Regions from separate parts of the Mus musculus genome. Here regions 1, 3 and 4 are each linked to region 2. Evidence: chromatin contacts called from public Hi-C, HiChIP or PLAC-seq and capture Hi-C data. All regions are on one chromosome and are shown on one strand. The core of a region is the stretch at or near the end of the contact, and the rest is flanking DNA. Distances in the headings are between cores, read along the strand shown.

Region 1 (7,128 bases), core at 4,272-6,771, 180 kb after region 2:
GGAGATCCTTGTGCCCTCACCCCAACCCCAGCCTTCCTTGTTACTTATCTTCCCAGGGTATGTGGATTATAGCATGATTATCTTTACTTTACAGTTAATATCCACTTATAACCAACTACATACCATGTTTGCCTTTCTGGGTCTGTGTCATCTCACTCGGGATGATTTTTCTAGTTCCATCCATTTGCCTGCAAATTTCCTGATGTCATGTTTAACAGCTGAGTAATACTCCATTGTGTGAATGTACCACATTTTCTTTATCCTTTCTTTGGTTGAGGGATAGCTAGGTTCTTTCCAGTTTCTGGCTCTTATGAATAAAGCTGGTACGAACATAATTGAGCAAGTGTGCTTGTGGTAAGATAGAGCATCCTTTGAGTATATGCCTAGGAGTGGGATAACTGGGTCTTGAGGTACATTTGCTGAGACTTTGCCATATTGTTTTCCATATTGGCTGTACAAGTTTGTACTCCCACCAGGAGGGGAGAAGTGTTCCCATAGCAACACACTTGTGTTTTTTGATCTTAGCCATTCTGACAGGTATAATATGAAATCTCAGAAGCATTTTGACTTGGGTTTTCTTGATGGCTAAGAAATGTTCAACATTTCTTTAAGTATTTCTCAGCCATTTCATATTCTTCCATTGAGAATGCTCTGTTCATGTCTGTACCCCACTTTTAATTGGATTATTTGATTTGTTGATGTCTAGTTTCTTGAATTCCTTATATATTTTGGATATTAGCCCTCTGTTGGATGAGGAGCTGGTAAAGAAAAAAAAATCTTTCCAATTCTGCATGGCTGTTACCTGGGAAGGTGAAGTCCACAGGAGTTGGGGGCATGGGCATATCAGCAGGGTGGACAGTGGGGAGGGAATGGGGGAGGCAGTGGAATGGGTCTTTGGGAATAGAATCTAGGGAATAGGGCAGTTCAGCTGGCAGGAGGGTCACTCACCTGTTCTTCTGACTGGTCTGCAGCAACCCTTTCAGGCATATATTCTTTGTTGTTTTAGCTGTAATTCATATTTATAATGCACCTAGTTTTTAAATGAAGTTTGGAATGTTTTTATGGCATTTATACATCTAAAGCAATTTCCCTTAATAAACATATCTATTATGGCTACAAGTTTTCTCTTGAATTTTTATAATGCTTTTCAAAAATAATTTTTGTATAATTTTATATAATAAAAATATATATAAATGAAATTTTATAATGCCGCTTCACCAACCTCAAATAACATGATCTGTCTCAACAAATTAGTTTGTATTGCTAAGAAAATTTTAAAAATGAAGTTATACAGCATGTACTCTTTTTTGGGATCTTTGCTAAGTATATTTATTGTGAGTATATCTATGAATCACAGACACACGCACACACACACACTGCACACCAACAAATTTCAATAAAATTCTATGCTGCAGGGCAATGCCTTGAGACAGAAGATAAACAACTCAAACAGCTCCAGAAAGTATTGAAACTGACCAGATTCACTAGCCCTTCTTCCTCCCACAAGTAAACAGTAAAGACTGCTGAGAGTGGCTCTCAGACAAGACAAGCTGCAAATAAGACTCTGAGTGCATCCCCCTGCCTGGTAGAAGCAGAAGAACTGAACTGCCTGGATGAGGTTTAGAGTCACTTGGAAAGGATATTCTCCAACTGACTGAGCTTCCTGTGAGTTGTACAGTGCATCCCAGGTTCCTGGCTTTTGTGAACTGTCACCTGTACTTGCATGGGCTTTGGTGATGCAACTGTCTTTGAGTCATTTCTGCTCCTATTAAGTAACCTCTCACCTATATTCCTGTAAGTAACACCAACAAAATGCATTAGTTCATTAAGTTGGACCTTGGTGGTATCCATTCTTTGGTTTCTCGTGGACCTCTTTCTGTGGTGAATAGATGTGTGTGTTGGTCTCTTCCAGAAAAGTCTTTATCACACAGTGTGTGTGTGTGTGTGTGTGTGTGTGTGTGTGTTGTTTACAAGTATGTAGGGAACATGCCCACACATATAAATACATGCCTGTGGAGGTGAGAGTTCAGTGTCAGGTATCTGCCATGATTGCTCTCCTCTTTATGCACTGAGGCCAAGTATCTCCCTTGAACCTGGTGTTCACTGATTTGTCTTCCCATGGCAATCCCCTGTCTCTGCTTCCTGAGTACTGGGATTAGAGATGGGGCACCAAACACGCCCAGAATGTACACGAGTACTGGGTATCTGAACCCAAGTATTCATGCTTGTGCATCAAGCACTTTATCCACTGAGGCATCTCCCTAGCACCTACTTTGTTCCTTTATGGCTTGCTAGCATTCTATTACATGGGCATGGCATAATTTGTCCATTCACTTTGATATTTGGTACGTTTCCAGTTTTTGACTATTATGCATAAAGCTGCTCAAATGGTTTCATACAAATTTTGGGATAAGTATATGCCTTTATTTTCTTACATAAAAATCTAGATTTATGATTAACAGCTTACGAGTCTGGCAATCTTATTCCTTTTGTAACAAACAATCACCGAAGCAACTCAATAAAATAAATATAAATTTAGCTCTGATGATTTTATAGTCCCAAACCCTAAAGTCTTCAGAGGAGTCTGCGTTTGCTTTTCTAACATCCAGGTTGCTGTCATTTCTCATCTGATGGTGTTTTCCAAGACACTCAAATTGCCTTCTGCTGCCTTTATGTTACCCACTATTGTCTGACTCTCCCTGCCCGCCCCTCTTCCCCCCATGTTGACATCATTGCCACCTCAATGTCTCATGATCCTCTCTTGGATTTCTAAGTTCCTTCATTCAGTCACATCTTTTACTGTAAAAGAAATACAGTCACAAATTCTGGGACTAAGCCGCCTATCCCACTGTCTTCCAGAGAGTTGACATCATTTTATATTCCCGGGGGGGGGGGGGGGACAAGGAGAACATTCTTACCAATCTATGATTTAATCTGCATTTTTTAAAATTATTGATGCCAATGTTTGGGGTTTTGGAGGTTTTTTTTTTTTAGTATTTTTTATTCACTTTACATCCCAATCACTATCCCCCTTCCCAGTCCCCGCTCCCGCATACCCTCCCCATCCCCCTCCCCTTTTCCTCTAAGAGAGTGGAGGTCCCCCTGAGTAATCACCCACAAGATTTCTTTTTTATGAACTCATTCGCTCTCTGTGAATCTTAGGTGATATGTCAGTTCAAACTTTTCCCCATTTATCACTGGGAATTGTAGGAGGGGTGTGTGCGTGTATGTGTGTGTGTGTAAATTTTAAGAGTTTCATAAGCATTATAGATACAAGTTATTATTAGATATTATCTGCAAATATTTATGTCAGGGTTGGGGTTTATTTATTCATTACATTAAAAGTGTCTTTCAATTTTTTAATTTTTAAATATTTTTATTCGTTGAAAATTTCATACACCTATTCAATGTATTTTTATCTTACCTACCCCTACTACCTCCCTCCTCTTCCCCCAGGAATCCACCATCCCATGCCTTCTCATCCCAAACTCCATGTCTTCTCTTCAAATTATTATTAACATCCCTCTAGTCCAGTTAGTACTACCCATGTGTTAATAGATGTAGTGTCATCCACTGTGGCCTCAGTGACCCTGCGTCCCTCAGCAGCCATCAACTACCAGTAGCTCCCCAGCCAGAGGCGGGACCCTGGGAGCCCCTCCCCCATCCATGTTGGACTACTGACTGATGTGATCTTGTGTACAGAGCCTGCAGACAAGCACAGCTGTCTGTCATAGGAGCTGGTGTGTGCGCTAGTCATGTCACGTCCAGAAATCGGCTTTTCACTGCTCTCCTCCCCATCTTCCAGCTCTTGCATTCTTTCTGTACACTTTTCCAAGATGTCCCCTGAGCCATGCGAGGGGGAAGTTTGATACCAACCTATCTGCAGGTAAGCTCTCCCTCTCACTTATTCTCAGCTCTTTTACAGTCATGTTTCCTCTGTAACTACTACCCATCGCACAAAGAGGCGTCTCTGACCCAGGCTGAGAGCAACATAAATCTATAGGTATAAGCATAATTATTTAGAAGGTAGTTTGACAACATAACCATGTCAAAACACCCGTAGGCTCCTGCCTAGGACCTGTGATCTGGACTTTGACCATATTACAGTATCAAACATGACATCCCTCCTATGGAGCAGGCCTCAAATTCATTCTGGAAGTTAGTCACTCCAAGAGCCAGAGTACCGTTATTGCACCAATGGGTACAACTTACCTGGTAGGTCGGTACTGGACCCTGTCTATGATTTTTTTTTTCATATTTAGTTCAGTTCATATGTTTAGGTGTATAGTCCATTTTGAATCAACCTAGGACATTAGTGCCAAACATGACCTAAAGTTCTTTATTTTGCCTATGAATAGCTAATTATAATAGTACTATTTGGGGCTCTATATGTTTGTGGTATATGCATGATTGTATTGTACGAATACAGATGTGTGTGCCAATGTAAGCTCATGCAGAGGCCAGACGAGGATGTTGGCTTACTCTATCATTCTCTACCTTATTCACCGAGATGCGACCTCACTGACCTTGAAGTTCAGTGTTTTGGCTAGGCTGCTGGTGAGCACTCAGGCTCTGTGCCGTGCTACCAGGCTCACTTGTATATAAATAGTGGGCATCTGGACTCATATCCTCATACTTACACAGCAGGGCTCTTACCCACTGAGACATTGTTCCAGCCTCATCCTCTGACTCTTAATCTCTCTGTATCTTCATACTGGGGGTGCCAGCTGTCACCTCCTCTGGATCATGAGATCTTCTGAGCCTCTTTCTGTCAATGGCAGAACTCAGTTTCATGTGGCTTTAGGACTCAGGCCCTTATTTCCTAGTTGATTATTTGCCAAGGGACATTCTCAGGTCCTGGAAGCCACTTCTCGACCTTTGTTTTAAACTCATTCATCTATAAACCCAGGACCATGTGTGTCCTTCTAAAGCTCTCAGCTCCTCCAATTTTCTCTTTTGCTACCAAATGGAGAAATGTCACTGCTTCTTAAATAACAAAAAACAAAGGTAATAGTATCTTACTTAAAATGGACACGCATACATATTTTTCAAAAAAAAAAAACATGACTACCAAATACATTTTTATCTTTTTATTTCTGTTGAAAATAGATTCTTCTCTTATACAATACATCCCAACCATGCTTTCCCTTCCCTCCCGACATTCAGCATCATTACTCATAGAGTGAAATTCCAACTGTTTGCTTTGTGCTGACTGAACAGTTTGGTTCTCTGATACAGGGTCTCAAATATCCTATGCTAGCCTCAACCTCTAGATGTAACAAAGGATAAGTTGGATCCTATGATCCCTCCTACCTCTTGCTCCAATAATAGTAATAATAATAATAATAATAATAATAATAATAATAATAATAATAATGCTGAGATTATGCCCAGTTTATAATGGATCAAATCTAGAATTTTGTGCACAAGAGGCAAGTCTTCTACCAACAAGAGGGAAGCTACATCTCTTGGCCTGTTGTTACCAGATCTCCTCACACTCACAGAGGTGTGAAGGAAACGGTCTTCATCTTACCATGGAGCTTGGCAACACTTTTGCATTAACGAAGGAATAGCAAACAAGTTTCCTTCTACTTGTAGGGAAAAAATAATAACCTGTATGATTTCCGTATTTATTTACCATCTTTCCCCACAGAAAATGCCACAAGTGTTTTCAATTTTCCACCAGAGGGACACCCTGAAACACTCAGAATTGTTTAGCCTAGAAATGCTAGTGGTTTTAGAGTCAGCAATGCTGTTTAGAACTTTTTTTTTTGAAAACAGCTACAGTAAATGATAAGTGAGTTTCCTGAGCCCAACCTCTAAACCAACACATAACTGATGAAGTCATATGCTCAAGTGCTTTTTTTTCTTTTGTCCTTCTGTAAAAGAGGAAGAATGGCGAAGGGATTTTCTCCCTGGACTGTTTTTGACTTCAGAAACTTGAGACCACAATGATATTATTCTCAAATGAAACTGCTGACAACTTTCTTTCTGTTCCTATCAACTTCCTCTGTTGTTTCATCATTTCCTCTATAGAAGTCAGAGCCTATTCATAGCAAGCCATTTGCTTCATAGTTGAGCTTATTGAAGGTGGCACCAAATGACCCTGTCCAAAGAGTAGCGTCACCTACAGCTGGAAAGTGTGGCAGCTACAGAGCAGAGCAGCGCTCCTATTCACCACCACCACTTCCTCAAGAACACAGACTACTCTGGACAGCAACATCTTAGCATAATGAGTATCAATGAGAAATGGGTAGTGTGGGAGCAATACAGAGTCCAGGGAATACCCACCTGGGTCTTACTGGGTTCTTCAGGTGGCACAGGGTGATTCTTTGAGATTTTGAGCCAGCAAAAATCTTGGAACAGCTTTAGTAAAATGTCTTCAGCATACACTCTCAAACTATTTCTAAAATTCCCAGAACTGGAATTCCTGTCACTCTCCAATGAGTTCCCATAGACATGCCTCCACTTAGAAGAGGAAGGGGTTGTTGATATCTTTATAAATTGACTTTTTCTCTTTCTGCTTCTTAATGATGTATTGCAGTCTGCCATTCTATCTATTGCACTCTTTGCCTCTCGATTCGCGTCTTTGTATCTTTGAGTCTTAAACAATGGTGAGTGACGTTTTAGTTTCAGAGGGATAGAGCCCATGACCATGGTGGCAGGGAGTGTGGCAGCATGAAAGCAGGCATGGAGCAAGAAGAGTCGGCAGCTGAGACCTCACAAAGGAAGACTCAGCCACGAGGCACCTCCATTTTTAAGAATCTTAATTGAGGCATAACATGCTAATGGTTTCTGTCAGAGTCCCATAGGGAATAAGATTTAGCAACTTATGCCGAGATTACTATTGACCAAGACATGAATGACTACAGAACTCTAGAAGTGCTGTTATTAAAATTTCTCCAACTTATCATATTACATAGAGTTTTAAATTCCATGGTAATCTCTGGATCAATTTAACCAAAGCAAGAAAAGGTTGGGTTTCATGGTTCATTTAGTCTTAAAAAAGAAAATGTCAATCATGCTGTATGGTTTTTGTAAGAGAAAATTAGGTCACTAAATTATAAAAATATATTCTACAAGGACAAAAAATTTAAATAAAATGTAAATAAAGAATAAGTAACTTGG
Region 2 (7,217 bases), core at 1,789-4,288:
GAGATTTTCTGGGAACCAGATACTCTGTCCAAACTTACTTACTTTCTTTCTTCCTTCCTTCCTTCCTTCCTTCCTTCCTTCCTTCCTTCCTTTCTTTCTTTCTTTCTTTCTTTCTTTCTTTCTTTCTTTCTTTCTTCCTTCCTTCCTTCCTTCCTTCCTCTCTCTCTCTCTCTCTCTTTCTCTCTCTCTCTCTCTTTCTTTCTTTCTTTCTTTATCTCTCTATCTGTCTATTATTTATTCATTTGGCATCACCAAGCAGCGGTATAAAGCAGTATTCTGCTACAGTCGAAGGAAGGAAATGACTCTGGAGTAAAACGACTCTGGCAGCTGCTAGGAGCTTCCATCTTTCTTTTCAGCCTTGGGTCAGATCACTGGGAGTGGTAGACACCACCAGAATGTGTCTTAATCTCCCTGTGGCTGCCACCTTGTTATCAGTTACAGTTATCATAATGCTGGTTTTTTTTATTATGATTATGAAAAGCTAATGTTAAACACTAGCACCTTAACAACGTAAGGACAGGCAGAGAAACAAAAAGAAATATACTAAAATAGAAGAAAAAGAGAATAACTCATGCAATTGGTTCCCCTGAGCAATTTTAATTTCTATTTCTAATTTTACATGGTTTGAATTATTTAAGTTAACACAACAATGCCATTATTGTTCTTAATTTTTTCAGTTTTTATTACTGATGCTATGGTTTTGCACATTGTATAACAGTGTAATAAAATATTAATATACTTAAAGTTTTCTGCATACTTACTCTTACCAGTGAATTTCATACCTTTTGATGATTCCGTTTTACTTATCAGAGTTTTTTTTTTTTTTTCTTTCAAATTAAGGAACCTCATTGAGCATTTGTTATGAGACAAGTCTAGATAGGATACATTGTCACGGCTCTTCTTTTTTTTTTTAATTTTGTATTTCTTTCATTTATAAAAGAAAGTATTCCCAAGTATAATATTCCTAACTGACCCAGGCCAGATCATCAGCCTGATACCCACCCACAACCTACAGCCTGTGTGCCTCCCAGGAAGTCCTCAGTAACCAAAGACATAGGTGAGAATTTCACCCAAATACCACTGGTCTGCTTCCTACTGGGGCCACAGTCAAATTAGTACTACAGGCAAAATTCCTGACCCACAATTGTTCCTGTCTAAAAGAACTGCAGGGACAAAAACAGAGAAGAGAATGAAGGAAAGGCGGTCCAATGACCAGCCCAATTTGGGATCCATACCATGAGGGGGCTCCAAGGCCTGACACTATTACAGTTGGGAGCATGGCATGGCTGTCCTCTAAGAGGCCCTATCAGTAGCTGACTGAGACAGATGCAGATAATTACACTCAACCCCTGGACTGAAGACAGGGACCTCTATGGTTAAATTGAAGAAGGAAGGCTTTGAAGAAGCTGAAGGGGAGATCGATCCAATAAGAACAACATCAATTTCAACTTACCCAGACCCCAGGGAGCTCCCAGAGACTGAGTCACCAACCAGGAGCACACAGGAGCTGGTCAGAGGCCCCTGGCACATATATAGCAGAGGTGTGCATGGTCTAGCCTCAGTGGGAGAAGATACACTTAATCCTTGAGAGACTTAAGGCCTCATGGAAAGGGGGGGGTCTATTGGGGGTGGGGAGAGCACCCTCTTGGAGGCAAGTGGGAGGAGGAATGGAATGAGGAACTGTGAGAGAGGGGACCAACAGGTGGGTCAACGGCTGGAAAGTAAATAAAATAAAATAATTAAAATAAACCTTACTAAGTAATTTAAATATATATATATTCCTGAACAGTAGATAGTTTGTTTTGTTGTTTTGATCTGTTCTCTTCAGTGCTATAAATAAAGAATCATACTCTGCCCTGGCCTTCCAAGGTTCAGCTGAGACGGGTGCTGTCAAGGTGTTTGTTGGGGCTAGTGTATTTTCTCCTGCTCAACTGAGGATCTTCTCTTGACTGTTGACCTTTCAGGTCTTCATTGTGAGGCATCTTGGCTTACTCTTGCTTGAGATGAATCTGGCTTGTGACCTTTGATCATCCTCTATATAAATATCGGTAGCCTTCTTTGGGTTTGGGAAGTTTTCAGATGTAACCTTTCCAATCGTCCTACCACTGTAACAGCAAGGACCACTTGGATCAATATCACCTGCATAATTAAAGTTATTCCAAAGTTCATGTAAGTTTTCTTCTTTCAGCTTCATTGTATTTTCTCTTTTTTTCCCTCTCTCCTCTTTGTATTTGCAAAGACATTGCCCCTGTTTCTGTTGTTGGCTCTTTTCAGTTATGGATGTTTTCCATCCCATTTTCCATATTGCTGAAAATCCTGTTTTAGCTCAAGTGATTTACAAGTGGTTAGTTTGTTCACTCTGCTTTGCTCATAAAATACTGAGTTTTTTTTTTCTGAGTTGTCTTGAACCTCATTGAACTTCCTAAAGATACCTATTTTGACTTCTTGATCCAAGAGTTTACATATATTCATTACTATATAATCAGTCTCCCTGGTGTCTTATCTTAGGTGAGGCCAAATTTCCTGAAAGTTTTAAACAGCTGTTGAAGAGTAAATGATGTCTTTGAGTAAAAGGAATTGATACTTAAATATTCTAGTTTTCATAATCAGCGTGTACCCATCTTTGATGGTTTGTGTATGCTTGGCCCTGGGAGTGGCACTGTTGGGAGGTGTGGCCTTGTTGGAGTACATGTGTCACTGTGGGTGTGGGTTTGCGACCCTCATCTTAGCTGCCTGGAAGCCAGTCTTCCACTAGCAGCCTTCAGATGAAGATGTAGAACTCTCAGCTCTGCCTGCACCATACCTGCCTGGATGCTGCCATGTTCCTACCTTGATGCTAATGAACTGAACCTCTGAACCTATAAGCCAGCCCTAATTAAATGTTGTCTTTTATAAGACTTGCCTTCATCATGGAGTCTGTTCACAGCTGTAAAACCCTAACTGAGACACTATCCTTCCAGAAGCTCTAAAGAGGCTTCCCGTTGTATCTGACCTTTGGTCACTGCTGCTGTTTGAGCACTAGATGACACTCTAGGTTCAGGTTTACTGTCAGTCCAGGCTTGGTGTACAGTTGCAATTTCACCTCTGAAATCATGCAGTCCATTCTTGTCCTCAGTTCTATAGATGATGTGCTACTCAGAATGGTCTGAGAAAAAGTGCTGAAAAAAGGTAATGCAGCTCAATAAGTTGCCTTCTGAGTCTGCAGTGGGTCTGGATGCTTCGCACATAGCCAACAGCCTGTGGTTAAGGTGCCAAAAGTTTCTGCTCCGCACTTTGCCTTACTGTGGAAGGTCTAGCCCTGGACTCCAAAGCAACAACTTGGCACTTATTTTCTTCTTCTCTTGGGGTACAATGATTCTCTTAATACCATACTGCCTGGGGTTAGGAGCACGATGGGCAAACAGTCACATGACTAACAATACTATGTTTTATAGCTTCCTGTACTCACAACCCACTGACTGCAACACAGAAATGAGGCAAGACTAAGACACTTGATACTATGGGTTACAAGCTGCTAAAATGAACTCACAAGCCCTGAGACTCGTTATGAGTGATACGGACTATAGCACAATGCTTCCTAAGTTAGGAAGCATTTTCCCTATGCCGTGTTTCTTTGAGTTGGAGGAAGGGCGATATAGAAAATCCTTTTCCTCCCATCTCTTCCTCAATGTATTTCCTTACGTTATACTAGAACCAAGCGCTTCTCTGTTCCAAAGCCCACCTGAACAGTGATTGGCATGTGCTCAGCCAGTCAAAAGGTTTTCTTGAAGGTTTTTATATTATTGCCACTTTGCTCCACTCAGTCTTCATGTTAACACATGTCCTGAGCACTCTCTATTGCCTACCACCTCTGCATTTTAACAAACAGATAAAAAGCTTTGTCCTACCTCTCAGATCTAGACTGATAGCCATAATTCAGTATAGACTTCTACCAATTCATTAAATTCACTATATAACAGACAGAACTTTCTGTTTCTTTTGTCTTCTCAATTCCAAAGCTGTCTACCTTCAGACTTACACAGCAATCCTAATAGCATGATCTTTTTGTTTGAGACACATCAAAAACCACACACACACACACACATACACACACACACCATTTATTGGATTTAAATGCTGTGCTCTATGATTTAGGTGGGGTTTTCCTCCCAAGGGTTTGTGTATCAGACAGTCTGCATCAGTGTGGCCGTACAAAGGAGAGATGGAACTTTAAGAGGTGAAGCATGGGAACGGGAAGAAGCCCTGAGTGAATAAAGTCCTGAGTGAGTATGTACAGTTGACATGATTATTACCACATCAGGGAACCCCCAATGCTTCTGCCCATGGAAGTGGCAACACCTCTCTAGGTGAGGCTCAGAGGGATAGGGATAGCAAAGCCTTCTTTGGGAGGGTCCAAGCATGGATGCTGGTAGTACATGCAGAAAATGGCCACTGTAGCTCCCTTTCTCCCAGATATTTACCATCTGGAGACTGCTACGGAGACTATACAGACTGCTCCTACTGAGATTAGCTAAACCTAGCTCTGCAAGTTGTTTCTCCTCCTTTTTCTAGATATCTCAAACCCTGGATGTTCTAACCTTTGTGCAAGCCACTGTTGTGTGTGTGACTTGCTACTGAATGATATATCCAGCTAAGCGGTTTCTTCCCCTCCAGTCCCAGGTAAAGCTTCCTTAAGGGTTCGGTCACTTTTCAAGCCTCTATTCCTCCACTGGACTATCGCAGACTGAGTTCTCATTCTCAGTACATTGGTAAGACTGTGATCCATGCGGGTTGACCTGATTCTACTGAATGACTGTGATTATGCCAACCATCGTACTTTGACACTATGCTAAAGTTAAAGGATAATAGGAATCTCCTCCAAGGATATTCCAGCCCATTTAGAAAGCCAATAAACCTACAAATCACACATGAAACTCTGAGAACAAACCTCTAGATAAAATATTGATCTTCCGGGCAAAGGTTCTGTATACACTGTACCTATAAGGTTTCTGAGGGCAGAGGATGAAGGTTGTATATTCTTCCACATTGGCTTCCTTTGTTGGTTTGTAGTTTTTGTTTTGTTTTGTTTTGTTGGTGTTTGTTTGTTTGTTTGTTTTGAGACAGAGTTTCTCTGCATAACCCTGACTATCCTGGAATTTGCTTTGTAGACCAGGCCCCAAACTCACAGAGATCACTTGCTTCTGCCTCTAGAGTGCTAGGACCAAAGGTGTGAGCTACCACCGCCCAGCCCCATACTGGCTTCTAAAAAAAAAACTTTAGTATACAGAACTGATGTAGGATAAGCATGTGATTAATGAATAATTGTTCCAACTTATAAATTCTAAGTGCTTTGAGCTGTACTATTAAAGTACAAAGGACAGTCCATGTAAACAAAAATACTCTTAAATTATATCCCAGGCAAGTGAAACCTAGGGTAAGACTTCCAATGTCAAGGCTGAGATCAGTGAAGCACCCCAGCCTTCAGGGCATCTCTGCCTGCTCAAGCAACTTGTCTCTACACATCTTATAAATCCTAAAGTTCAACTGGGCATTGGAATTCCTCCTGTGGTCTGCTGGTAAATACACCCATACCCACACCCACACCCACACCCACACCCACACCCACACCCACACCCAGAAACCACACTCTTCCAGTAGATTCAGGACACGTCAGGCAAACTTAGATAACTTAGATATCCTTTCCAGTGAGATAATTTTTTTTTTCTAAAATAGCCACCCATTTGCCCTAAGTTTGACTCCTTATACCAAAAAAAAAAAAAAAAAAAAAGTACTCAGATTTTTTTAAGGTTAAATTTTACTAATTGGGATCACCTAAAAAAACTTCAATGTCACCAATCATCCTTGACTTCTGAGATTTCTCATGGTCCTGGTTAGTCTAAATTTAGCCTACTTAGTTGATTATATCTGTTTTAGTTTAATGACCCAGAATAGAAGTCCGTAGAAGTTCAGGTACCAGCTGATTAGCATGAAGAAGAGATGTGTAATATAACCCTGCTCTCTAGTCTAGACCTATCTTTAGTATTGTAGCCTACTATTGTATGGAATTCCTATTGTAGTCATAGTGCATTGCTTATTTGTGTTGTGTCATGACCAACTTCATTTTTTTATCTAAGATATCACGAAGTTCACTCTCCCTACATGGAGACACTGTATAATAAATCTTCGAACCTAAGGATAAAGTGTTTCCATTTTTAACTAACCAAGTTTAGACTTGATACATTCAAGTCTAAAGTCCAACAGGTTTGAACTAAGTAATTAAATTCGAACTCCATAATTAAAATGACTTCAATGCTACCCTAAGTTTAAAAATCGCCCATTTCATATTTAAAATATGTAATCTATTGATTATTCCTTAAAAGCAAGGCACAGCCTAAAACTTGGGACTCAATAGAGTCAAAGCCTCTGCTAGCTCGGAGTTCGAATGGTAGGGGAAGGAGTGGGAGAAAGGTTAGAGTCAGAGTGCTTCTTTTTTTTTTTTTTTTTCACCTTCCCAGGGTTCTGGTGCCATGAGCACACCTGCAGTCTTTTAGGTCTTAGGTAAGAGCTAAGTAGATCTTTCTCCAGCACTTGAAAAACAACTAGTATCTGTTCTCCCCACCAGTTAAAACTCATTTGTCACAAGAACATAACACCTGACATAAATGTTCTGTTGCAATTCTTTGGTTTTAGTCCAAGTAACCACTCAGGTTCTCTGATTTGAACTTTCATAATCCCCTTGGGAAGATAAGAGGCCTGACCCACTTTGCCAGTCTGAGATAGAAGCACATTCACCTCTATTTTATTTTCCTACCTTATCCCTCCAATTCCAGCGGAATGTTCAGGACTTGCTGCATTCCTGTTGAGTGCAAGGTGTCTTTCCTGAAGTCCGACAAAGCTTGAGATCCTTCCCTTTCAACCATTTGTTCCTTCTGATTACACAACTGCATGCAGTTACTACGGAGTTTTCTATTAACTGTAAAAAAGTTGTTCTAAAGGTAACCTTTTATATCCAACTATGTATGAAGAAAAGGAATTTTTTTAAAGTGTACCGTTTTCACTGGCAGAGGAGATGACCACTTGAGAAGGAAAAAAAATGCCAAGGAACTAATCATTCTTAGGGTTGCATTCCAAAAGCTCTGATGCATACACATAAGAAAGATGAAGAAGGTGGGAAGGAGGCTTCAATAGACCCTACCACTAGCAGAAGCAAAGTTGCCTTCTTTCTTCTTGTTGATATT
Region 3 (7,365 bases), core at 3,116-5,615, 210 kb after region 2:
CACAGATGGCCCTGGTTAAGCTAAATGAATCACAAAACTAAGGCAGAAATTATTAATCTGGGAAAGGGATTGGTACGAAGAAGGGGTGGGGACAGAATGAAGGGGTGGGATGAGAAAAGGCAGGGTAGGGATAGGCAGAAGGGAGATGCAAGTTGATAGTTATGGGAAGGTAATTAAGAGGAGTAATTAGAACACATTAAATACAATGTATGAAATTGTCCAATAACAAAATTAATCCATTTTAATAGCCTACCAATACTATTATTGGGTGGAACTTTACAGCCACAACTATCTTTTCTCGGATGCAAAGCTCAGCAGTGGTTCCCATTTAGCTCTCAACTGTGGCGTGTTGCTGAAACAGTATCCAAGCTAAGCCCTAAGCTTCCCTGGTAAGCTTCCAGCATGAAGCTCAAGGACCAATCTGTACCTGCCTCTCCTTGTTCTGCAAGCATCGTGGTAAAGCATCTCCATGCTAACCTTAGAGACTCATGTCCACGTGAATAAGTGACAAAAAAAAAAAAACAACAAAAGTAATTTTTTTATTCCAATTGCTATTTTTTTCTTTCCGTCACAGCTTGGATTTTATCCACTTAGGGAAGCTACCCCACCCCCACCCCCTGTCTTCCTTGCACAAGCATCCTGAAGCTGCTCATCTGACTTTCTTGCCCAGTCTTAAGCGTACTCTGCTAGAGTGCTGACACTCCGTGCTGGCATCGGCTTCATCTTCGGGACCTTAAGATCTCCCAAATATCACAACAATGCTTAAAAACACCTTTTGTTTTGTTTTGTTTTGTTTTAAATGCTAAAAACACTAGAAGTGAAACCAGTTTCATTTTTGAGGACTGCCATAAAACCCTGACAGAATATTACTGTACCCACAGAAACCTGGCTGGACAAGAGCCTCCAAAGGGAAGTGCAGAAGTGCAAAAAACAGAGGAGAAGGATCTGGGTTCATAAATCACAGAACTGAAAATTTGGAAATACACCCGGGATTGATCATGTCGCTGCTTATGGAAAGTCAAAGTGGAAAGAATCCTTCACCAGGACTTGAGAGGTCTGGAGCTCGTCCAGGCCCTGTTATTACTGCCTGTGCACCTCCCTACGCCTAGTACTGGAAATAGTGATTCATGGTCCCGTCAAGCTCTTTCCACATAAGCACATCTGGACTCACTGTCATTAGCCCCGTTCTCGTTAGGAGGATTGAAACACAAACACTACACCATCTCATACCAGAGCCCTGCAGCAACTCGCTGCCTCAGCTGGGGTGGAACAGAAGCAGGAGGCTTTCCTGTCAGAAGGCTGGCCTACAGAAGTGGCCTAGATGAACAAGTAAACACAGAAAGAATCAGAGCTCTCCTGGTCTCCACCATGAATAGATCCCCACACTTGGGAGAAAAAAAGGGCAGGTCATCAGCACAACCGCTGAGCTCCCTGCAAACAGTTTTCATCAATGTCCGTGCCGGATAATTGGAGGCAGAAGTTGCTCAAACTCCATCTATGAACAGGGTGTTGTCTGGGTCATCATGTCTGGGTAGCCACTGTGACACCATCAAAAGTCTATAGAAACAAGTCAAGAGCTGAGAACTTGATTACCTCTAGGCTTACACACCCACATCCAAGTGGATTGCTATGAAGCCTTTAAAAACATCTGTAGGTGTAGAGTATATGCATATATTTTAGCATATGAAAGGCTATTCAGCCTCTTAGAAGACAAGGTGAGAAGTTAGTGCTGAATTATAATTCAAACATTAAAAGTCTACAAGAGAAGTTTCATCTAAGTCAATAGGTTTTTGAGTCTTTAATGAAAAACCTGGAAGGCTATTAAGCTATAAACCTATTTTTAATTCTCAACTACGATTTTATTGATATATGATTACCATACTATAAACCCTTTTAAAAGTGTCCACACAATGCATATTTTCAATATAAAGGCACCATTACTCCTACTTAATTTCAGAACATTGTTAGTCACCCAAGTAATGAACCTCTTATTAGCACTGACAGCACAATCTTCAGTAAGCCAGGCACTAAGAACTGCAGGGCCTCCTTTTCCTATGGGATCACCTACTCTGAGTGCTTTAAACAAATGCAGTAATAGGATCTATGACTTTTTGTGCCTAGTTTCTTTCTGTGTTGGTTTTTTGCTCTATAACCTTAGACCACAGGCGCTAATAAGAGAGCTTATCTTAAAGCTATCAGCTTTCTTTTTCAGAAATGTCTTGCAATGCTCTGTAAAATGCTTAAAACTCGGGGCTGGGGAGATGGCTCAGCAGTTCGAAACGCCTCGTGTTCTTGCAGAGGACCTGACTTTAGTTTCTAGAACCTACATGGTGGCACACAAATGCATGTGACTCCAATTTGAAAGGATCTGATGGTCTCTTTCGACATCTGCAGGCTCATGCAGGTCTGCGGTGCACATACATACACTCAAGCACATACCCATTACCATAAAATAAAATGACATTTTGAACGCTTAAAACTCGTGAGCTCTGATGGGCTGTGATCTGACCTAGCCTATAGAATCTCCAGCCCATGAGCTGGAACGTTCTTCAAACTTGAAACTTCTCAGGATGACTACAGTCTACCCTAATTCCAAAATCACCTTTCAATGAAACACAAGAACAGCATAATCCCATGAACTCAAAGCTTTGTGTGCCTGCTCACTGGCCCCAGGGCAACCTTGAGTAATTTTTTTTTAACTTCTCCTTTTACTTGAAAATGTAAAATGACAGCAGTACCTTCTCCACAGAGATGCTATGAGGACTAAGAAAAATACTCACGAAGTACTTAAGCCTGGTACAGAGAAAACCTCCAATAAATTTCTGTCACTCCCACTTTAGAACTAGTATTTTGTTATTCCCTTAAGCACTGCTATTCATCACTGTGTTCAGATAACTAGGCGAAGAATTATGTTGAAGGTGATACTTGCTTGCTTCATGGAAAGAGCATCCAATAGAAAATACTAAATAGACACTTTTTAAGTTTAAAGTTGCATGCCTGTTTGGAAACAAGTCTATATTCCTTGTGTACTTGTCTTACCTACAATGCTGTACTGGGACCTTGTGTGAGCTCTTCCATGAGGAAGTTGGTCAACTGGAAGCTTCTTGGGAGAGATGGCTATAAAGGATTAAGGATAAGGCAGCTGGCATAAGAGGGAGACCCTCAGATCAGGATGCCAGCTGGACACTGGAGAAAGGACAGAAAAGGATCCGGAGTCTGGCTGAAGTTTAGCTCTAACTTCTGACCCAGGATTTCTGTGGATGAATAAGGAGTAGCCATTAAAGTGCATCCCTATCTAGAGGAAGCCACCTGGCTCTACTGCCCCTCCCGGTCACTACTTGGAGAAGCCCTGGTAAACAGTACCTGGCAGGCGAGTACAGGCTTTACAGCTGTGAAGCCTGCTTACAGTACGTTTTCAGGCAGGGCACCTTCATGGTCTCTACAGAACACTCTGCAGACAGTATTACTTATGCTTTGTAAGTTCGCAAGCCGAACAAATAGGTTTTAGCATCCAACAGGAACAAAATGACCCTTTTACTAAATTAAACCCATCACCACCTTCATTATCTGCTTCATTTCTCTTATACAAACACAGGATGAGGCAACCGCCAGAGGATTTGGCCTCAGAAATAAAGACAAGATGGCAGATAAAGTACATCTGATCAGACAGTGTAGAGAAACCTCCGGGAGCCTGGGCAGAAGGAGGGGTATTAATCAGGGACACACACACACACACACACACACACACACACACACATGCCCAAAGCAAGTGCTCACAGTGACAAGCAGGTCAGCACCGTACTCACTGGGGTTCGGATAACTGGATAACTCCAGTTGTCAGAGCTATGGGTGAGGCAAGAGGAAGAAATGAGTCACTGATCTGGAGCTAAAGTAAAGGTCTCTGAGCTAAGGACTACAAATGAAGGAAGACAAGCAAGGGCAGAGTCACTGTCTGGCTCATTTCAAAACATTGTCACGAAGAGCTGCACAATGTACTATTGACAAACACCTGCTCTGCAGAGAATTAACATTTCAGCACATTCAGAGATCCAGCGCACATTTCCAAGTGACTGCAGGGTAAAAAGAAATCCCTGTAATTGCACTCTATCTTGCCAGGAAGACAAACCCCAAAAAAGCAATTAAAGCATTAGATGGTACATTGCGGGTCATGCGATGTCAGAGGTGGATGAACCTGAACGTGCACGAGGCTTTGGAGTAGCAGCCACTATAACAAAGTCATTCCCAGTGACTGCCCTCGATCCTGCAAGGGAGACCAACCCCAAAAGCAATTAAAAATCATACACAGTTCTTGGTGGATCATGTGATGACGGAGGAGAGTTAACTTTCTAAGTCAAGTGATCTTGACTCATCGCCCTGTGAGAAAGGAAGGAAACATTGCTGAGAGAACGGATCGGAACGAAGGTCACAAATGGGGTCAGCTCCTGGGCCAACCAGGGAGAGTGTCGCCCTCTAAGCCGTAGAGCCTAAAAAATAAAAGTGAGGATAAAACCAACCAGACCTTCCAGAGCTCCCAGGGATTAAATCACCAACCAAAGAGGGCCCACGGCTCCAGCATATGTAGCAGAGGATGTCCTTATCGGACATCAAAGAGAGGGAAGGCCCTTGGTCCTAAGAAGGCCTGATGCCCCAGCGCAGGGAAATGCTAGAGCAGTGAGGCAGGAGTGGGTGGGTGGGTGGGTGGGGGAGCACCCTCATAGAAGTAGGGGGAGGGGGAGGGGATAGGGGGTTTCCGAAGGGGAAAACCCGGAAGGGGGGATAACATTTGAAATGTAAATAAATAAAATAACCATTTTGGGGGGAAAAGGGTGAGGATAAAAGATCTAGAAGGGGTTAGGAGCATGCACTGGACAAAAGAGGAAAAGAATAAGAGAGACAGACAGATAAAATGAGAAAAAGGAGTCGCCCAAAAGGGACTTCAGAATGTTGAAGCTGGAAGGACCTCAAAGATAATCAGCTTAATTTCACTGCAGCAGAAATCATGGCAGAGTAGCAGGAGAAATCATTTGTTAAGCACCCAGCATATACTGTGCTATGCATTTTTAAAGAATACTCTTATTTATTCCTACTTAGAACCGTTTATTTATCTATTTATTTGTTTGTTTGTTTATTTATTTATTTTAACTTATACTGACAAGGTTTCACTATGTTGCCTAGACTGCCTTCAAAGTTCAGAAATCTAAAATAAAAATGTTAGTATGGCCTCACTCCATTCTAATGTGCAAAAGCAGTGGTTCTCAACCTTCCTAACGCTGTGACCCTTTAATACAGTCCCTCATATTATGGTGACTCCCAACCATAAAACTATTTTCCAAAAATTATGAGGTTGCCACTTCATAACTGTAAATTTGCTACTGTTATGAATCATCATCTAAATGTCTGATATGCAGGATATCTGATATGTGACCCCAGGGAAACAGTCGGTCAACCCCTGAAGGAGTCGAGGCCCACGGTTGAGAATTGCTGGTTTAGATCAATGACTGTGTGATACTCTCTTTTGGCAGACCTGCAAGATATCATGGAAATATAACACAAATCAGCAATAGAACAGGAAGGGTGGGGACAGAAGAAAGGTCACAGGAAGGCCAGTGGTAAAAGAACAAGACCGATATTCTATAAGAAATAACTGGAGCAAAGGAAAGACTGAGGCAACCAAAACCCCACACGCCAAAAATAGTTACTTTAGTTCCATGATGACACTTTCTGTGCCTGCTGCTCTAATCGCTCCGCTTCCTGCTTCTAAGGGTCTCATAAGATTGCTGGCCATCTATGTCCCAGGAAAAATTAAAAAGTGACAAAACCTAAGAAGGAGCTGACATGGGGTCTTCTCTCACTGGAATGAAACCCACACAGCAGTTGGTGAATGTCATAAAGAACAATGAGTCATAGCTTCAACTAATCAAGTTGACTTCGCCCTGGCAAAGATGGATATGTAATCTCTAATCACTGGAACCGCTTACGAGATGTAAATATCAAACTAGGGAAATGGACTAATAGAAAAATCAAATCCATTTAAAACACACTCTGCAGAAACCCAGACCAGTCATGAGATGGAGCTCAGGGAGTCTTGTGGAAGAGTTGGGAAGGATTAAGGGGCCCGGAGGTGATAGGGACTCCACAGGAAGACCAACAGAGTCAACTAACCTGAACCCTTGGGGGCTGCCAGAGACTGAACCAACCAAAGAGCATACATGAGCTGGAACTAGCTCCCCCAAGGCATGTACATCACATGTGCAGCTTGGCCTTCATGCGGGTCCCCAACAACTGGAGCAGGGGCTGTTCCTGACTCTGTTGCCTGTCTAACACAGATTTCTTGTAGAATGTAGGTCTTCTTCTTTACCACTGGCGTTCCTGTGACCTTTCTTCTAACTGTGATCCTGTTCCCCTAACTGGGCAGCCTTGTCTGGCCTCAGTGGGTGAGGATAGACCTAGTCCTGCAGTGACTTGAGGTGCCAGGTTGGGTTGGTACCCCCAAGGAGGGCTTCTGTTTTATTGGGAGTCTTTGCTACGGTTACTCTCATAGATTCCATGGAGTTTCCATTGCACTAGGTTTACCATATTTTCCTTATTTTTCAGTTGAGGGACATCTAGGTTCTTTCCAGTTTCTGGCTACTGTGAATAAAGCTGTTATGAACATAGTTAAGCAAGTGTACTTGTGATAACATGGAGCATCCTTTGGGAATATGCCCAGGAGTGGTATAGCTGAGTCTTGAAGCAGATCGATTGCCAATTGTCTGAAAGACTGCCATATTTATTTTCAAAGTGGCTATACAAGTTTGCACTCCCACCAGCAATGGAGGAGTGTTCCCTTTGCTCCACCATCCTTGCCAGCTTGTGCCATCACTTGTGATGTTGATCGTAGCCATTTTGACAGGGGTGGTGATGGAATCTCAAAGTCCTTTTGATTTGAATTTCTCTGATGGCTAAGGATGTTGAATGATGAAGAATTCTTTAATGGCTACAAAGTTTCTTGTAAACAAAACAAAAAAGGCTGCAAGAAGACAGTTGAAATCATTGCACACCTCTGTGACATGGTCCCATGTCGCTGACTTGCACACTTTAAAGTGGTCAGATCGATAGTTTATGTTAATAGCATTAAGCATATCTTTTGCATGGTACTGGAGATGGAACACAGCCCTGTATTTGCTAGGCAAGTACTCTGCCATACTTCAGTGTCCACTGCCCTTAAAGCCTATTTATTAGGGCCATTTCTCATTTAAAGCAACTCTGGTTGGAGCCCAGGATAACCAGGCACACAGAAATCACCTAAAATAATTGATCAGCCAGTACATTTCTTGGGTGATGCAGTCATGGCTTATATCCATGGGGAAGGGAAGAGCAGAGAAG
Region 4 (7,173 bases), core at 3,324-5,823, 140 kb after region 2:
AACAAAAGGAAGTCAAGTTAGAAATGGATACAAGTTAGAAATGGAGAAGTCAAGATACCACTATTTGAGGATAATATGATAGTGTACAGAAGCTACCCAAAAAAATGCACCAGAGAACTACAACTGATAAACAACTTCAGCAAAGGAGCTGGATACAAAATTAACTCAAACAAATCAGTAGCCTTCATATACTCAAAGGATAAACAGGCTGAGAAAGAAATTAGGAAAATGACACCCTTCACAATAGTCACAAATAATTTAAAATATCTTGGTGTGACTCTAACCAAGCAAGTGGAAGATCTGTATGACAAGAACTTCAAGTCTCTCAAGAAAAAAAAATCAAAAAAGACCTCAGGAGATGGAAAGGTCTTTCATGTTCATGGATCAGCAGGATTAACATAGTAAAATGAACATTTTACCAAAAGCAGTCTACAGATTCAATGCAATGCCAATCAAAATTTCAACTCAATTCTTCACAGATAGAAAGAGCAATTCTCAAATTCATCTAGAATAACAAAAAACCCCAGGATAGCGAAAAGTACTCTCAACAATAAAAGAACTTCTGGGGGAATCACCATCACTTACCTCAAGCTGTACTACAAAGCAATAGTGATTAAAAAACAAACAAGCAAACAAAAAACATGGTATTGGTACAGAGACAGGCAGGTAGATCAATGGAATAGAATTGAAGAGCCAGAAATGAGCAGGAAAAAAAAAAGATAGCATATTCAACATATGGTGCTGGTTCAACTGGTGATCAACATGTAGAAGAATGTAAATTGATCCATTCTTATCTCCTTGTATAAAGATCAAGCCCAAGTGGATCAAGGGCCTCTACATAAAACCAGATATTCTGAATCTAGTAGAAGAGAAAGTGGGAAAAAGCCTTGAACACATGGGCACAGGGGAAATGTTCCTAAACAAAACACCAATTGCTCAGGATCTAAGATCAAAAATTGACAAATGGGACCTCATAAAATTGCAAAACTTCTGTAAGGCAAAGGACACTGTCAATAGAACAAAATGGCAAGCAACAAATTGGGAAAAATGCTTTACCAATCCTACATTCGATAGAGGGCTAATATCCAATATATACAAAGAACTCAAGAAGTTAGACTCCAGTGAACCAAATAAACATATTTTAAAATGGGGTACAGAGCTAAACAAAGAATTCTCAACTGAAGAATACCAAATGGCAAAGAAGCACCTAAAGAAATGTTTAACATCCTTAGTCATCAGGGAAATGCAAATCAAAACAGCCCTGAGATTCTACCTCACACCAGTCAGAATGGCTAAGATCAAAAACTCCGGTGACAGCAGATGCTGGCAAGGATGTGGAGAAACAGGAACACTCCTCCATTGCTGGTGGGATTGCAAGCTGGTACAACCACTCTGGAAGTCAGTTTGGTGGTTCCTCAGAAAATTGGACATAGTACTACTTGAGGACCCAGCAATACCACTCCTGGGCATATACCCAAAAGGTGCTCCAATATGTGATAAGGACACATGCTCCACTATGTTCATAGCAGCCAGAAGATGGAAAGAATCCAGATGTCCCTCAACAGAGGATGGATACAGAAAATGTGGTACATTTACACAATGGAGTACTACTCAGCTATTAAATAATGAATTTATGAAATTCCTAGGCAAATGGATGGACCTGGAGGATATCATTCTGAGTGAGTTTCCTTCTTTTTAAACGTGAAGATAAAACTACTAAGCCCAGAGGATTGTTATGCAATGTCCTATTGTATTAAGTACTGTGAAAGGGACACATAGTAATTATTAATTAGCAGTCTTAGGCTAGAGATCATTAATAATCTTCTGATCCTAGACAAAGAGTTCAAATTATGGCTTATGAAAATATAAAGCCAATTAAGGATTTTTGTTCATAATCTCTAATTCTTTATGAGTGATATGACATGAAAATATAGTCAGAAAAGGAACAGCTGGGTGATGTGTTAGAAATGGACAAATCAGAGGGCAATAAAGGCAAGGCAAAAGTTAGGACAAGGTGACAAATAAAAAAGGGGTGTGTTAACAATGCCTATGTGATTGGCCAGCACATCCACACTGCCCTGTTTACCCTGTCATTAGAACAGTCCTTGTGTGATGTGCCTGGAGACTCTTCCCTTTCTCAATGTTTGGCCCAAGAGGAGAAGACATAGCAATTACTTGTAGTAGGGGTTCCTCATTTGTTCTAAAGCATTGCTACTCTGGGCCCACGAACAAGCAGCCAAGTCTTTAGAAGATTATGAGAGAACAAGAGTGGGAGAAAGCTCTCTAGCATAGTTTGATCAGGGTTTTTTGATTGCATTGTGAAATGTCCTGAGTGCTAGGAGTACAGGAATGTACTACCAGGCCTGACTCTAGAGATGCCAGAGACTAAATTTTGAGTTTGAAATTTTGAATCTTTTCCTGGGTTGATGATATATATGTATTACTGGCCACACTCACCATGCTAGGTGGCTTGGGCTCAGCCATACACTCCTACCAAAAAATAGCCTATTCTACAGAGCATTGTGCCACAGAGCCCAGAAATATGGTAGGCTAAGTATATTAAATGCATTTTTTTACTTTTGATATTTTGTTTTATTGTTTATTTCTTTTTTGTTAAACTAATAAAATTTATTTTAAAATATACAACTCAATATAGACATTTTTTAAGTAATCAAAATAATTTATAATAGTTAAATGCCTCTTAAATATACATGATGTCTTCTGAAGCTAAAAGTAATATGTGCTCAACCAGTTTTAAAAGTCTATTTGGAGCATTAAACATGATAGAAGTAGAAAAAAATCTCTTATGAAGTACTCTATGAAAAAGAAATTGTGACAAGTTCCTAATTAGACAGAAACCATTCCTTCTCCAAGGGAGAATACTCAGTGTAACTGTGACTTCATAGAATGAATTGGGTAGTATTCCTTCTCTTTCTATTTTGTGTAATAGTTTGAAAAGTATTGATTTTAGGTATTCTTTGAAGGTCTGGTAGAATTCTGCACTAAACCCATCTGGTCCTGGGCTTTTGTTGGTTGGGAGATTTTAGTAACTGTTTCTATATCTTTGGGGGCTGTGGGACTGTTTAGATTGTTTATCTGATCCTGATTTAACTTATGTATTTGGTATCTGTCTAGAAAATTGTCCATTTCATCCAGATTTTCCAGTTTTGTTGAACATAGGCTTTTATAGTAGAATGTGATGATTTTTTTAAATTTCCTCAGTTTCTGTTGTTATGTCTCCCTTTTCATTTCTGATTTTGTTAATTTGATACTCTCTCTGTACCCTCTAGTTAGTTTGGCTATGGGTTCATCTATCTTGTTGATTTTCTCATAGAACCAGCTCCTGATGTGGTTGATTCTTTGTTTAGTTCCTTTTGTTTCTACTTGGTTGATTTCAGCCCTGAGTTTGATTATTTCCTGCAGTCTACTCCTCTTGGATGTATTTGCTTCTTCTTGTTCTAGAGCTTTTAGGTGTGCTGTTAAGCTGCTAGTATATGTTTTCTCCAGTTTCTTTTTGGAGGCACTCAGAACTGAGTTTTCCTCTTAGCACTGCTTTTATTGTATCCCATGAGTTTGGGTATGTTGTGCCTTAATAAGTGGATATTAGCCAGAAACTTAGGATACCCAAGGTATAAGATAAAATTTTCTAAACGCAAGAAGAATGAAGACCAAAGTGTGGACACTTTGCCCCTTCTTAGAATTAGAAACAATCACCCATGGAAGGAGTTACAGAGACAAAGTTTGGAGCTGAGACAAAAGGATGGACCATCTAGAGACTGCCATATCCAGAGATCCATCCCATAATCAGCCTCCAAACGATGACACCATTGCATACACTAGCAAGATTTTGCTGAAAGGACCCAGATATAGCTGTGTCTTGTGAGACTAGGCCAGGGCCTAGCAAACACAGAAGTAGATGCTCACAGTCAGCTATTGGATGGATCACAGGGCCCCCAATGGAGGAGCTAGAGAAAGTATCCAAGGAGCTAAAGAGATCTGCAACCCTGTAGGTGCAACAACATTATGAACTAACCAGTACCCCGGAGCTCTTGACTCTAGCTGCATATGTATCAAAAGATGGCCTAGTAGGCCATCACTGGAAAGAGAGGCCCATTGGACACGCAAACTTTATATGCCCCAGTACAGGGGAATGCCAGGGCCAAAAAATGGGAATGGGTGGGTAGGGAAGTGGTGGGGAGGGTATGGGGGACTTTGGGGATAGCATTCTAAATGTAATTGAGGAAAATACGTAATAATAAAAAATATTTTAAAAAAAAAGAAGTCTCTAATACCACGGTTCCTTCATGAAACAATGCTTTTCACAAACGACAATGAATAAGAATCAGTCTACAGAGGGAAGCCAGGGAAAACCGAAACTGTTGTTTCTAAACTTCATTATGACAGACAGCCCCACACACAGATGATCTGTCTCAGGAACTCTGGCTCTCCCAGGCTGGCAGCACCTTCCTTTAAATCAGAGGAATTAAGTTCTCAGCAACTACTAGACTGACTTGGCCACAGACACAAGCCCCAACTCACCCTATTGGTAAACAGAACAGAAGTAATGTCACAAGGAGCCAGGACTGCTGAGCAGGAAGCCTGAAATAGCAAATCCCAGAGCTTAATTTAGAAGAACCCTTCCAAAGTGGAGCTTACAAAACAGAACTTAACTGCTGTTGAGAAAAACCAAAGGATGTGGTAACATTTTCAAGATTATAAATGCCTGTATCTCCTCTATTTGAGGACTCATTACAGATGAAGGCTCCAACTAAAAGGAAAGCTACAGAGGCCTTGCCCAAGCCCACTGCACCAAGAACTTTTAGCAGAGACATTATCAATTGTAGTGAATTTCATCAAAAAATAAAACAAAGGTTGGAAACATTAGAACTTGTATTTGTCTTTACCATGTTCTGAAATGGCTGTTTAGGGAAGTGCTTTTCTCTGTTTATATAGTTTCATTTGTTTGGAGGTTTTGTTGTTGTTGTTGCTGGTGGTGGTGGTGGTGGTGGTGGTGGTGGTGTTGGTGGTGGTGGTGGTGGTGGTGGTGGTGGTTGGTTGGTAGGTTGATTGGTTGGTTGGTTGGTTGGTTGGTTGGTTGGTTGGTTGGTTGGTTGGTTGGTTTGCTGGGTTTGGTTTTGGTTTTGGGTCTTTTTGGTTTGGCTGGTTTGGTTTGGCTTGGTTTGGTTTGAATCAACACCTCACCAGAAGACATTAAGCACTAAGAATGCATCCTTTGAGGCTGAGTTTGTTTACACTTGAGAAGCAGCAGAACTCAAAGACTTTATATCTCTAAATTATGTAAAATATCTGTCTTTCAAAATCCCCATGAATACCAACAAAGAAATATTAGCTGGATAATATTATAGTCTTATGAATTAGAGCAGACTCAGATCCCATGGCCATCTGGGTCAGTGTGCAGATATGTTAAAGTGGGGGATGAGGCTCAATCTCATGTGTGACATTTAACCCATTAGCTAAACCTTCCACAGAAACTGAGAAGTCATGGATATCATATTTTATCACTTGAATCTGTAACTACTTCTGGTCAGAACTATCAGAAAGATCTCAGCAAAATAAAACAATTATCTATACCTTATAATGTGAAAAGAAAGAAAGGCTTTGTTTTGATTTTTTTTTCTCTTAAAAGTGGAGTCATACTTAAATTACTATAGACACTGACACATTTCTTTCATAATTTTCCAATCTATAACTTGTCCCTTAACAACATTCTGGTTGTTTATGTCTTATACTCTCATATATAATAAAATCAAAATGCTTTTTCTGGTGATTTCACAGTTCAAATTACTTTCTGTGCTAAACTAGAGGTAAGATTTTGGTGGAATATTTATTGGTTTTATGGTCTCTTCAAGATATTTCTTATTTGTGTGTAGAGTGTGAATTTGGTTTCAAGTATATTTTTGTGTCTAGATTCCCTATTCTTTTCTGACTAACCTTTTTCCCTTTTTTTATTTTCTTCATGCATTATTCTTAATTGTATTAGTTTTGGAATTCTGCTTGTCAATTATTTTGCTAAAATATTTAAAGATTTAATTTCAAATAAAAGAAAGCGGGCTAGCCTGCATTCAATACAGAGGAGAACATGCAATAGAGAATTCATGTAAATCTCCCAAATTTTATCCTCTATATTGGAAACAGAACCTGTGTCCTTTTTAACATGGTTCTTAATTGTCACATAGCTTCAAAGCACATCTGAAAACAGTTGGAATAGCAGCTATCAGCACAAGAGTGGAGGGATATCCAGAAACCACAATGAATTATTCATTCTCCGTGTTGCTCTGTACTCAAATCATACCCAGAGTAACGGCGATGAGACCAGTCACCAGACTGCAGAGATCTGTCATATCCTGACTTCTGACTAGGGCTTGGTTTCTCACCATAAAATGAGACAATTCAATGCATATGTTACCACATTCTTCTAAGAATTCAATGAAACAATATATGGACAGTGTTTGACAGTGCTAAGCACCCTCTCCTCTCTCGTTCCAAAGATTACACAACACATGAATGTAAGAGCCAATGGGCATAAGTGTTATAGCTCTTAGGGGAAATATATCCTGGAAATTGGGAGGCAAGAAATATCACTAAGTCACACCACATAACAGACCTCTCACAAGAGATTTATTGGGAGAAACACAAGAGAATGGTGGCCTCTGCTCAGGCAAGAAGCAGCAGGAGACTGAGCAGGAGACAAGATTGTATAGGGTTGGGTGTTTGGTTGGTTGGCTGGCTGGCTGGCTGGCTGGCTGGCTGCCTGGCTGGCTAGTTGGTTGGTTGGTTGGTTGGTTGGTTGGTTGGTTGGTTGGTTGGTTGGTTGGGGAAGTTTTTCAGGGTGGAAATTTTCAGGATAGGGATTGGTTAGATTTCAAACCAACCCCATGCATTAGTGAGATTTTTTTTAGCTCAGGGATTTTCAAACCCAGAAGTGTGTTTTACCCTACCATATTTCATTAATACATTTATTTCTTCACTTTACATCTTGATCACAGCCCCCCTCCCTCCTTTCCTCCCAATTTCACCCTTATAAATTCCCCCCCATAACCCTCTCCCCTTAACCTCAGAGAAGGGGAAGCCCCTATTTGGTACCACGTCACCTGGGACATCTAGTCCCAGCATGTCTAAGCACATCCTCCCCCACTGAGACCAAACTAGAAG

What was found. A called contact is a pair of places that touch in the nucleus more often than the background predicts. HiChIP or PLAC-seq counts read pairs in DNA pulled down with a chosen protein or histone mark. Capture Hi-C pulls out chosen DNA fragments and counts their contacts.
Region 1: a contact with region 2 is called in a Hi-C map of bone marrow-derived macrophages, with 2.2 times the contacts expected there. The contact joins two enhancer-like sites. A contact is called at or near these places in 3 of 484 Hi-C or Micro-C datasets (B cells, the Ba/F3 cell line and bone marrow-derived macrophages) and 1 of 115 datasets of contacts at active chromatin or transcription factors (bone marrow-derived dendritic cells).
Region 3: an H3K27ac HiChIP or PLAC-seq map of regulatory T cells shows a contact between it and region 2, with 4 times the contacts expected there. The contact joins two enhancer-like sites. A contact is called at or near these places in 1 of 15 datasets of contacts at CTCF or cohesin (CD8 T cells), 12 of 484 Hi-C or Micro-C datasets (3T3-L1-derived adipocytes, the C10 cell line, the N1E-115 cell line and 8 more), 5 of 115 datasets of contacts at active chromatin or transcription factors (CD8 T cells, embryonic fibroblasts, large pre-B cells and 2 more) and 1 of 9 other capture datasets (embryonic stem cells).
Region 4: a capture Hi-C map of bone marrow-derived macrophages shows a contact between it and region 2, with 4 times the contacts expected there. The contact joins two enhancer-like sites. A contact is called at or near these places in 2 of 484 Hi-C or Micro-C datasets (bone marrow-derived macrophages and cortical neurons), 1 of 115 datasets of contacts at active chromatin or transcription factors (CD8 T cells) and 1 of 9 other capture datasets (bone marrow-derived macrophages).

Annotation. Positions count from the first base shown.
Region 1 is chr16:55,692,705-55,699,832 of GRCm38.p6, forward strand. No RefSeq gene overlaps it. Among named protein-coding and RNA genes, the nearest start is that of Gm23003, 100 kb to the left of the region's middle. Within about 2 kb of position 5,522, at least 54 of the 459 cell types and tissues checked have an H3K27ac peak or open chromatin away from gene starts, as enhancers often do. A contact at or near this core is called in bone marrow-derived macrophages, where this site is marked.
Region 2 is chr16:55,516,828-55,524,044 of GRCm38.p6, forward strand. The region is part of intron 1 of Gm45968 (a long non-coding RNA gene); the gene reads right to left. Among named protein-coding and RNA genes, the nearest start is that of Mir5118, 26 kb to the left of the region's middle. Within about 2 kb of position 3,039, at least 17 of the 459 cell types and tissues checked have an H3K27ac peak or open chromatin away from gene starts, as enhancers often do. A contact at or near this core is called in bone marrow-derived macrophages, group 2 innate lymphoid cells and regulatory T cells, where this site is marked.
Region 3 is chr16:55,730,101-55,737,465 of GRCm38.p6, forward strand. No RefSeq gene overlaps it. Among named protein-coding and RNA genes, the nearest start is that of Nfkbiz, 88 kb to the right of the region's middle. Within about 2 kb of position 4,366, at least 75 of the 459 cell types and tissues checked have an H3K27ac peak or open chromatin away from gene starts, as enhancers often do. A contact at or near this core is called in bone marrow-derived macrophages, group 2 innate lymphoid cells and regulatory T cells, where this site is marked.
Region 4 is chr16:55,659,593-55,666,765 of GRCm38.p6, forward strand. No RefSeq gene overlaps it. Among named protein-coding and RNA genes, the nearest start is that of Gm23003, 68 kb to the left of the region's middle. Within about 2 kb of position 4,574, at least 26 of the 459 cell types and tissues checked have an H3K27ac peak or open chromatin away from gene starts, as enhancers often do. A contact at or near this core is called in bone marrow-derived macrophages, where this site is marked.